2 separate regions of the Mus musculus genome follow, and region 1 is linked to region 2. Evidence: chromatin contacts called from public Hi-C data. All regions are on one chromosome and are shown on one strand. The core of a region is the stretch at or near the end of the contact, and the rest is flanking DNA. Distances in the headings are between cores, read along the strand shown.

What was found. A called contact is a pair of places that touch in the nucleus more often than the background predicts.
Region 1: a contact with region 2 is called in a Hi-C map of the N1E-115 cell line, with 5 times the contacts expected there. The contact joins two enhancer-like sites. A contact is called at or near these places in 1 of 15 datasets of contacts at CTCF or cohesin (CD8 T cells), 7 of 484 Hi-C or Micro-C datasets (the HL-1 cell line, the N1E-115 cell line, Th1 cells and 4 more) and 4 of 115 datasets of contacts at active chromatin or transcription factors (CD8 T cells, cardiomyocytes, embryonic stem cells and 1 more).

Annotation. Positions count from the first base shown.
Region 1 is chr10:53,525,437-53,529,382 of GRCm38.p6, reverse strand. No RefSeq gene overlaps it. Among named protein-coding and RNA genes, the nearest start is that of Gm20597, 8.4 kb to the right of the region's middle. Within about 2 kb of position 1,367, at least 22 of the 459 cell types and tissues checked have an H3K27ac peak or open chromatin away from gene starts, as enhancers often do. A contact at or near this core is called in the N1E-115 cell line, where this site is marked.
Region 2 is chr10:53,460,645-53,464,343 of GRCm38.p6, reverse strand. No RefSeq gene overlaps it. Among named protein-coding and RNA genes, the nearest start is that of Gm40650, 26 kb to the left of the region's middle. Within about 2 kb of position 1,258, at least 62 of the 459 cell types and tissues checked have an H3K27ac peak or open chromatin away from gene starts, as enhancers often do. A contact at or near this core is called in the N1E-115 cell line, where this site is marked.

The DNA.
Region 1 (3,946 bases), core at 118-2,617, 65 kb before region 2:
ATATACATATATATATACATATATATATACACACACACTTAACATACACACAAATTGTACAATATACAGACAATATATAGGCAGATACTTAGCTTACACAGAATTAAGTTAGAAAGGTATTATGAAATGACCATAAAGCCAAAGAGGATGTTCAAGATCATAGGCTAGCAAATGGATTATGTGGAGCTAGAGTTGTGACTGCAAAGTCAAAGTCCTGATGTAAATGTAAGCTACACTAATACACCTTCCAAAGAAATAACTCTTGGAGCATCGTAGAATGGTCAAAGCCATGAGGAGTGTTAACGCCTCTCCCATTCAGTCACCGTTCACTTTCAGCAAAAAGTATGGGGTAGCAGCCTCCTGGTGACCAGGATAAGTGCCAGACTGAGGGTGTCTCTTGTCCGTTGCATGCAAATCTTGACAGCTATTCATATAGTCACAAGCAGAGAAGTCATTTTCTGCCTAGTTTGGGCTCCACATCTAAGAAACAGTGCAGCAAGACTGCAGAGCCGCTGTGGCTGGAATGCCGTGCAGCCTTGCAGCCTCGTTCATAAGAGGCCCCAGGACACCTGCCACACATGGAAAATGACCCTGCAAAAGACTTCATTTTCCTTCAAACACACCCGAGTCTCATAGTTTCTCATAGAAAAGTTTCATAGGAAACTTTTCTGTCACTTTTAAGAACTGTACCATAGGCCACTGTCCTAAAGGGTATCTTGTTTTCTGTCCTGGCCTGCTTTGAACACTGATGGTTTCCAGTGGATAGATGGGCTGACTCAGAAACACTAAGTCAGCCTATCCACCACTAGAGGGCACGACGTCCCCAATAGAGGAACCTGGATGGCTGCAAATGTGAAGGGGAAGATTTCCTGGTGTTCAGCTCTCATCCTGAAACATATTTCTTCCAAAATCAGCCTCATCGGGAAGCCTGCAGAGGAGGCATGTCATTTGTGTCATTTGAAAAATCTGGAAAAATTGCTTCATCTGAAGGTTTGGTGGTGATGATGGTAGGGAGTCTAGCCCACATAGCAGCAGAGCTCTAAATTCCCTGAGCCTATGCAATATCAGACTTGTTCTGTGGGACCAACATTTAATAATGTGACTCTTCAGGAGGTTCTGTGCAGAAAGTCACACTCCACAGTCACAAGCTTCTCAGAGAAAGTCTGTCCAGCAGTAGTGAAAACAAAACAAAGCAAAAACCAGAATAGGCAATCAATACACACTTTAGTGTATTATTTGACAGATCAGAGTGTGGGTGGGACTGGCCAGCAAATGGAGCTGTTGTTCTCTAGCTCTGTGATTGCCTGACCTTGAGCTTCTGAGCAAGAAACCACACGTACTATGTACTACACGCTGTGTCCTAGGCAGTGGGGAAATAATGTGTCTCTGGCTGCTGAGTATTACAGTCTAGTGAAGAGTCTATACACTTCCTGCATAGTATATGACATCATAGCTCATGGTCTTTTCAATTCTATTTTCCACTGTAAAACTGAAACATTCAAGAGCCAGGTTAAGATTGCCCTTTGGAAAGTTGGTTTCTGGAAGCACGAAGGAAATTCATTCATACTTTATTCTTCATTATTCAAGGTTTTTCTATTCAAGTGTTCTACCACTGAGCGACATCCTCACTCTCAAGTTTTTAATCTGCCTTCTTTTATGCTATTGGGTCTGGTAGGCTCAAGAGAACTACAATGACTTTTCTAAGTGCCGTGATCTCAGCTAGGGCCATTGTTTGAGGAATTTGTCCAGTCTTCCTGAACAGTTGCAAAGATCATCTTCTTACTAACTGAAGAACCACGTGAACTCACATTGGCTCCTCAAGGCTTAGCCAGTTAGATGCACACACAGTTGTCTGACTCATCCACAGAGGATGGGCAATCTACCGTGTGGGAACATTATGAAAGAAACAGTGCCTGTGGGACAGTGATCTGCTTGCATTTGATATCTCTTTGTCATACTTTCTAATCATCTCACTGATTCTATTACTTTTAGCAAGATTATTCTGTATTTAAATCCACAAAGTTGAGTTTGGTTCCTTGTAGCTATAAGACTCTGATATGCATAGGATGAAAAAATGATTAAGCTGTTGACCTCATCCAGCACCTAGATGGAAAAAAAGGGATATTCTTAGGGCATCTATTGTGTAGGCATCTACTGTACTGGACAGATTCATCAGTTGACAAACAGTATGACTGGATATAAGAAACTTGCTATTCTGGAAGGATAAATACCTCAATAAATAATGACATAAAATAACATTAGATTTTGTGGTGGCTAGTTTTATGTCAACTCGATACAAGCTAGTGTCATCAGAGAGGAGAGAGCCTCAACTGAGAAAATACCTCTAGAAGTAGTCAACCTCTGGGCTGTAGTCAATCCTGTAGAGTATTTTCTTAACTTGTGATTAATGTGGAGGGCCCACCTCATTGTGGGTGGCACCACCCAGGTCTGATAATCCTGGGCTCTATAAGAAAACAGGCTAAGCAGGCCATGAGGATCAAGTCAGTAAACTACACTTCCAAGTATGCTTAGATATTTTTAAACGTACTTTTAATAAGGATTCACAAATGCTTCAACCCTCCCTTGCCCCCACTCCTTCTAGCCTACCATCCAAAGGTAAGGAAGAAAAGATGGTAAGTAGGACAAGGTGATGTGGAGCTGTTTAGAAGTAGTTCTTTGAGGCGATTCCAATCTTCATTTGTCAAGATACCAGCAGTTCAGTTCAGTAGTTTCAGGATAGTGTGGGACCCTAAGGGGTTTTCCAGTCCCATGCCCTCCTTTTAGCTCCCCCTCCCACCTGAGGTCAAGGCTAGGCCAAGTTGCATCCTCCACCCACAGGATCACACTTGAGTAAAAAATTCTCAGAATGTACTGAGAGTCACCTGACCCTCTGTAAAGTCCCAGGCAGAGTTCAAATGGATGCCATATTTATTAGCCAATAGATTTAAAGGTCAATATGCTTAGCCAATAAGTTTGAACTGTAACTTCGCTGATGTAATTGGTGCCCCTAAAATGTAACCTTGCTAATGTAACTTGTGTCCCTAAAAAGTATAAAAACTTCTTGTAATAGCCATTTGGGGTCACCTCATCACTCACCTCTAGGGACTGATTGAGGGTTGATCCCGATGCACCAGAAAACAAACCTCTTGCTTTTGCATTGATCTTCGTCTCAGTAACTCACTCCGGGGCATCTGGAAGTACTACTGACCAAGGGTCGGTGTCTTACAGATAGCAAACAGGAATCAGCAGTGGTAACATAATCCAACAGAGTCAGCCTCCATCAAATAAGCACAAGTCAGGAGGAGTGACCAGGATCAGCTGGGATGCCAGGAGTTCTTTGCTCTGTCTAGATCAGTGAGAATGCACAAGACCAATGAAACACTTCAAAGCTAGCTACCAAGCACACCAGCACTATCTGTTGAGCCCTATTTATACGCTCTCCAAACATCATGTGTCCTCCCACAGGTCTTGTAGTTTCAAGAGAAAAGGAGCACCAGGGGGTGTAATGGAGCTAAGTTCAGTGCTCCAGGAGATAAAAAGTTCAAAGAAAAGCCTGATGCTAACGAAAAAAGGAAGTGGTGACCTTAGGGAAAAACCCCACCCAGATAAGCTTCCAACTTGTGAAAAGGTATTAAAGAAATGCTTAAGTAGTAAAGGAAACCATGAAAACAAAAAGCCAATTGATCCAACTGTAATTGTAATTGAAGGAGAGGGCCAAGTCCCAGCCCCATCAAGCAGCAGAACTTGGCACCTCTGGTCATGTGTTCTGGTTTTACAGTCAAAGACAAAGAAAAAGAAGAAGAAGCTGTGGAATCTCCCTCTGTGGCTAATGAAAGGTGAGGCCAAGCCTGTGTCAAGGATGTTTCTGCATGGAGACTCAGAGAGGCCATTATGTGAAACTGTGAAGGTGACGGCTGTATTGTATTGGAGAACCTAAGATGTTGGA
Region 2 (3,699 bases), core at 9-2,508:
GCTTCTACCTCGTGAGTGCTGGGGTTGCAGGCCTGTCCCATCATGTCCAGTCCAGACGTCCTTTTATGCTAACCTGATTTTAGAGCTTGAACCATAACAATTGACGTGTGGGAAGAGGCTGACGTCATGGGAAGCTGGGATTTGTTTTGAGGACAATCAGGAAGGAAACAGTGTCCTGGAAAACCTGATGAGTACGGGTCAATGAACTTGCATGGAGCACAAACCAGGGTGTTGGTCTTGCAGAAGCCCAGAAGGAAAGTACCCTTCCCAATTTCCCTGCCCTCAAAGTGGTGAGCTGACAGGAGAGGGGCATGTGCAGAGAAAACTTGGGGACTGAACCAGCCACCCAAATGTCTCTCTCTTTTTTTTTTTTTTTTTTTTTTTGCGGCTGGCTGTTGGTGATAATATGTTTCCCATAAATTCTTTAAAGCCAGTTCCATTTTTATTAAAGTACTGGTGAAACAAAGGAAGAGACAGAGGAGCTGGTGAAGGAGTGTTGGTCTGCCGAGCTCTTTACTTAACTCTCATTGTTTTCCAGGCTAGGGCTGTCCTGTGTCTGTCTAGTAGCAGCCCAAGTGAGGAAACCTGCACAAACGTCTGCCCATCAGTACTGACAGGATGCTATCTGGTCTCTGCACCCCCAACTGCTCATTAGGCATCTCAGGAGTAGCTATCTGCTCCCAGAATCTCAGACATGTCTGCTGCCTGGGAACTTTTGCACACCAAGCCTCATGAATAAAGTCAAATTGGAGGTTGGGGTGAGGGAGGGGCTCTGTAAGTAGCCATCTAAAGCTGGAGAGGCCACTGCGGGTTCTGGGTTCTCCTTAGTCACTAAGACACTAAGGAGGGAGGAGCAGGTGGAAAGGGCAAAGGAGTTGAAGGAGGAAGGGGGAAAAAAGGCTTTTCCCATTCCCTTACAGAACAGCCCGAGGGAAATATATGACCGCCCTCAGCCTTATTTTGACCTCAGATGCTATTTTCGTAGTAACTATGATTAGAAAATACTTATTTTTAAAAGGTTGCTTCGTAATAGCAGGAAGCTGTTCTTCAGTTTTGACCCCAAGGTTCATGGTCCTTTTTTTCCTGCTTCAGAACCTGGCTCCACCATATTCTAATGATGTGCGTATCCGTACAGGCGAGGATGCACACGAGGCTCTCAGAGAGAGAGCGAGCAGCACGCATGGATCTGAGTCTGTGCTGTGTCTCTGCAGTGCACAAGAGCCCCTTTGAAACACAGCTTCTCACAGAGAGTCTGTGCCCACGCTACCTCCCTTACCTCCCATTTGCTCAGCTTTTGTGATCTCTCTCCTGAGCCTGCTGGATGCTGGAATTGCTCTCCTGTTTCACCAAAGCTGTTTGCAATTCAGTGCCCCCTAGTATTTCTTTATCTCTGCGGACCTCTTTGCCTAGTAGCTCTGGAAGGTCAATCAGATCACGGCAGGCATCCCTGTTTCTTTTGTTCACTGCTGTTTCCACAGCATCTGGAACAAAGCCTGGCATGGGACAGACACTCCATAGGTCTGGAGGGTTCTTTCCAAGGCTCACCAACTCGGGCTACCTTATTTCATGGAATGAGGTTCCTGTCTTTTTGACTTGATTCTCAGATCTCCGCTCTATCCCCGCAGTTGGCTTTGCAGCTCCCTATTCTAAGCCAAGGTTCCCCTGAGTGCACTCTCTTACCATTGGTTCAATTTTGTCTCCTCCCTCAAACTTAAGAAGAGCAGGCAGGCATCCAGGGTCTGTGAGAATGCTCAGCGAGCCAGGGTGCTTATCACTTGCCACAAAGACTGGTGACCTGAGTTGGATCCCTGGGAACCAGACAATAACAGGACTAACTCCTGCAAGTCGTCCTTAGACCTCCCATCCTGTGGCATACAGGCGCTGGCCCCCAGCCCCCAAATAAATAATAACATAAAATCTAAAAGTAAAGAAAAACTTGTCACCTTGCTGCTGCCCTTCCACAGTTCCCTGAAGAGGAAAGGGCAGACCTCTCGAGGTAGCTCTTAGTCACATGGTTACTGAAGATTTTCGATGAGCCAGCCACAACCGATGGTAAAATGCTCAGAGGGGTTTTGAACAGATCATATGATTCTCTTAAATGCAAATTTGATATAGAAAGGAAAAGTATTTAGATTTCTGGTATTTAATAAAACATCCTCAGAAAAAATTTTTTTTCTGTTTCCTTTTGCTTTTTTGTTTGTTTGTTTGGTTAGTTAGTATTTTTCTTGCTCTTGAGAGATGTGGCTATTGGAAAGTTTGAAATCTGCCTGTGGCTCACTGTCTGTCTAGGGCAGCACTGCTCTGGACAACTGTCATGGCATAGGGGAATCGTCCTAATGCAGAGGTTCTCAACCTGTGGGTCCCCACCCCCTTGTGGGTCCTATATTAGATATTCTGCATATCAGATATCTATATTATGATTCATAACTGCAGCAGAATAGCAACTATGAAGTAGCAATGAAATAATTTATGGCTAGGGGTTACTACGACATGAGGAACTGTATTAAAGGGTTGTCGCATTAGGAAGGTTGAAAAGCCCTGCCCTAATGCATTCCGTGGTCATACCTACCAGACTGTGTTTCATTTTGGGTGCTGTAAGAACAATCAAGCACAAGTGTGTGCGCCCACGCACCCCCCCACACACACATACACACACACACACACATACACACACACACTCACAGTGGTTCTGTTCACTGAAGCTGATTCCAAAGATCTGTAAATACCACACCCCAACCACTAGGAGTCAGGCTCTTTCTCAACAGGAAGTAGAAAAGAATACAAGAGAAAAATCCAGGACATCCTAACCCCTCCCACGTGCAGGGTTAGAGGGTAAACATGTTGGACCTCAGTATAATGCTTGCTCTCCAGCTAAGGGATTTTTCTGAGTATTCCCTTTGATTTTGATTTTCCCTTGGATGGTTGTCAGTACTGTTGAATCAGCTCTTCCCTTTGGGGAGGTCATAGACAGCAGACATCCACTTCCTTCCTCTCCTCACAAAGGGGTTTCACACTCAAGTATGTGGTCTACAGCTTATCAGCGTATTACACTGCAGTGGCCTCCGCTGCTGGTCAAACAGCCTTGCCAACCTCTCTAGGCAGTCACAGCAGTGCTCACTTGAGAGTTCGAAGTGGATGGTGTGAAAGATAACGGATGTGATTTCAGGTTTGAGGCATCTTTCTTGGCTCTTGGCAAGAAGCATTCTTGACACATACCTTTGTATCTTGCTCTTGTCTTTCTTTTTCTTTTTTTAAAGTGAGGCCTCCATTCCCTCTCTTATCTTCCCATCCCTTAACTTCATTGAATTTTTAGAAGTTGCCTCTCAGGGACTCTTCTCAGTTTGTTCCTGAAACTGGGACTACTTTGCACAGAGCACCCATGTTAAAGTTATCTTTACTAATGTGTGCCTGTGTCCCTGTCCCTCATGGGCTTATGAGCAATTGTCATAGCAGCAACCCATGCTTGCAACACCCATGACTCTAAGAGCCTGGATACATAAATGGGTGGGTGGATAATAAATGCCTTTTTAGGATTCCCTATAGTCCTAGTACAATATCTTAAATTTATTTTAGGATCAATTATATTGTTTGATTCACCTAATGTTAGGTTCCAAGACATGCTCATTAGACTAAGCTACAGAACCAAACTAAAAACCAGATTGTTGAACTTGCTGCCAGTATTTTTTATGTTGCAAACAC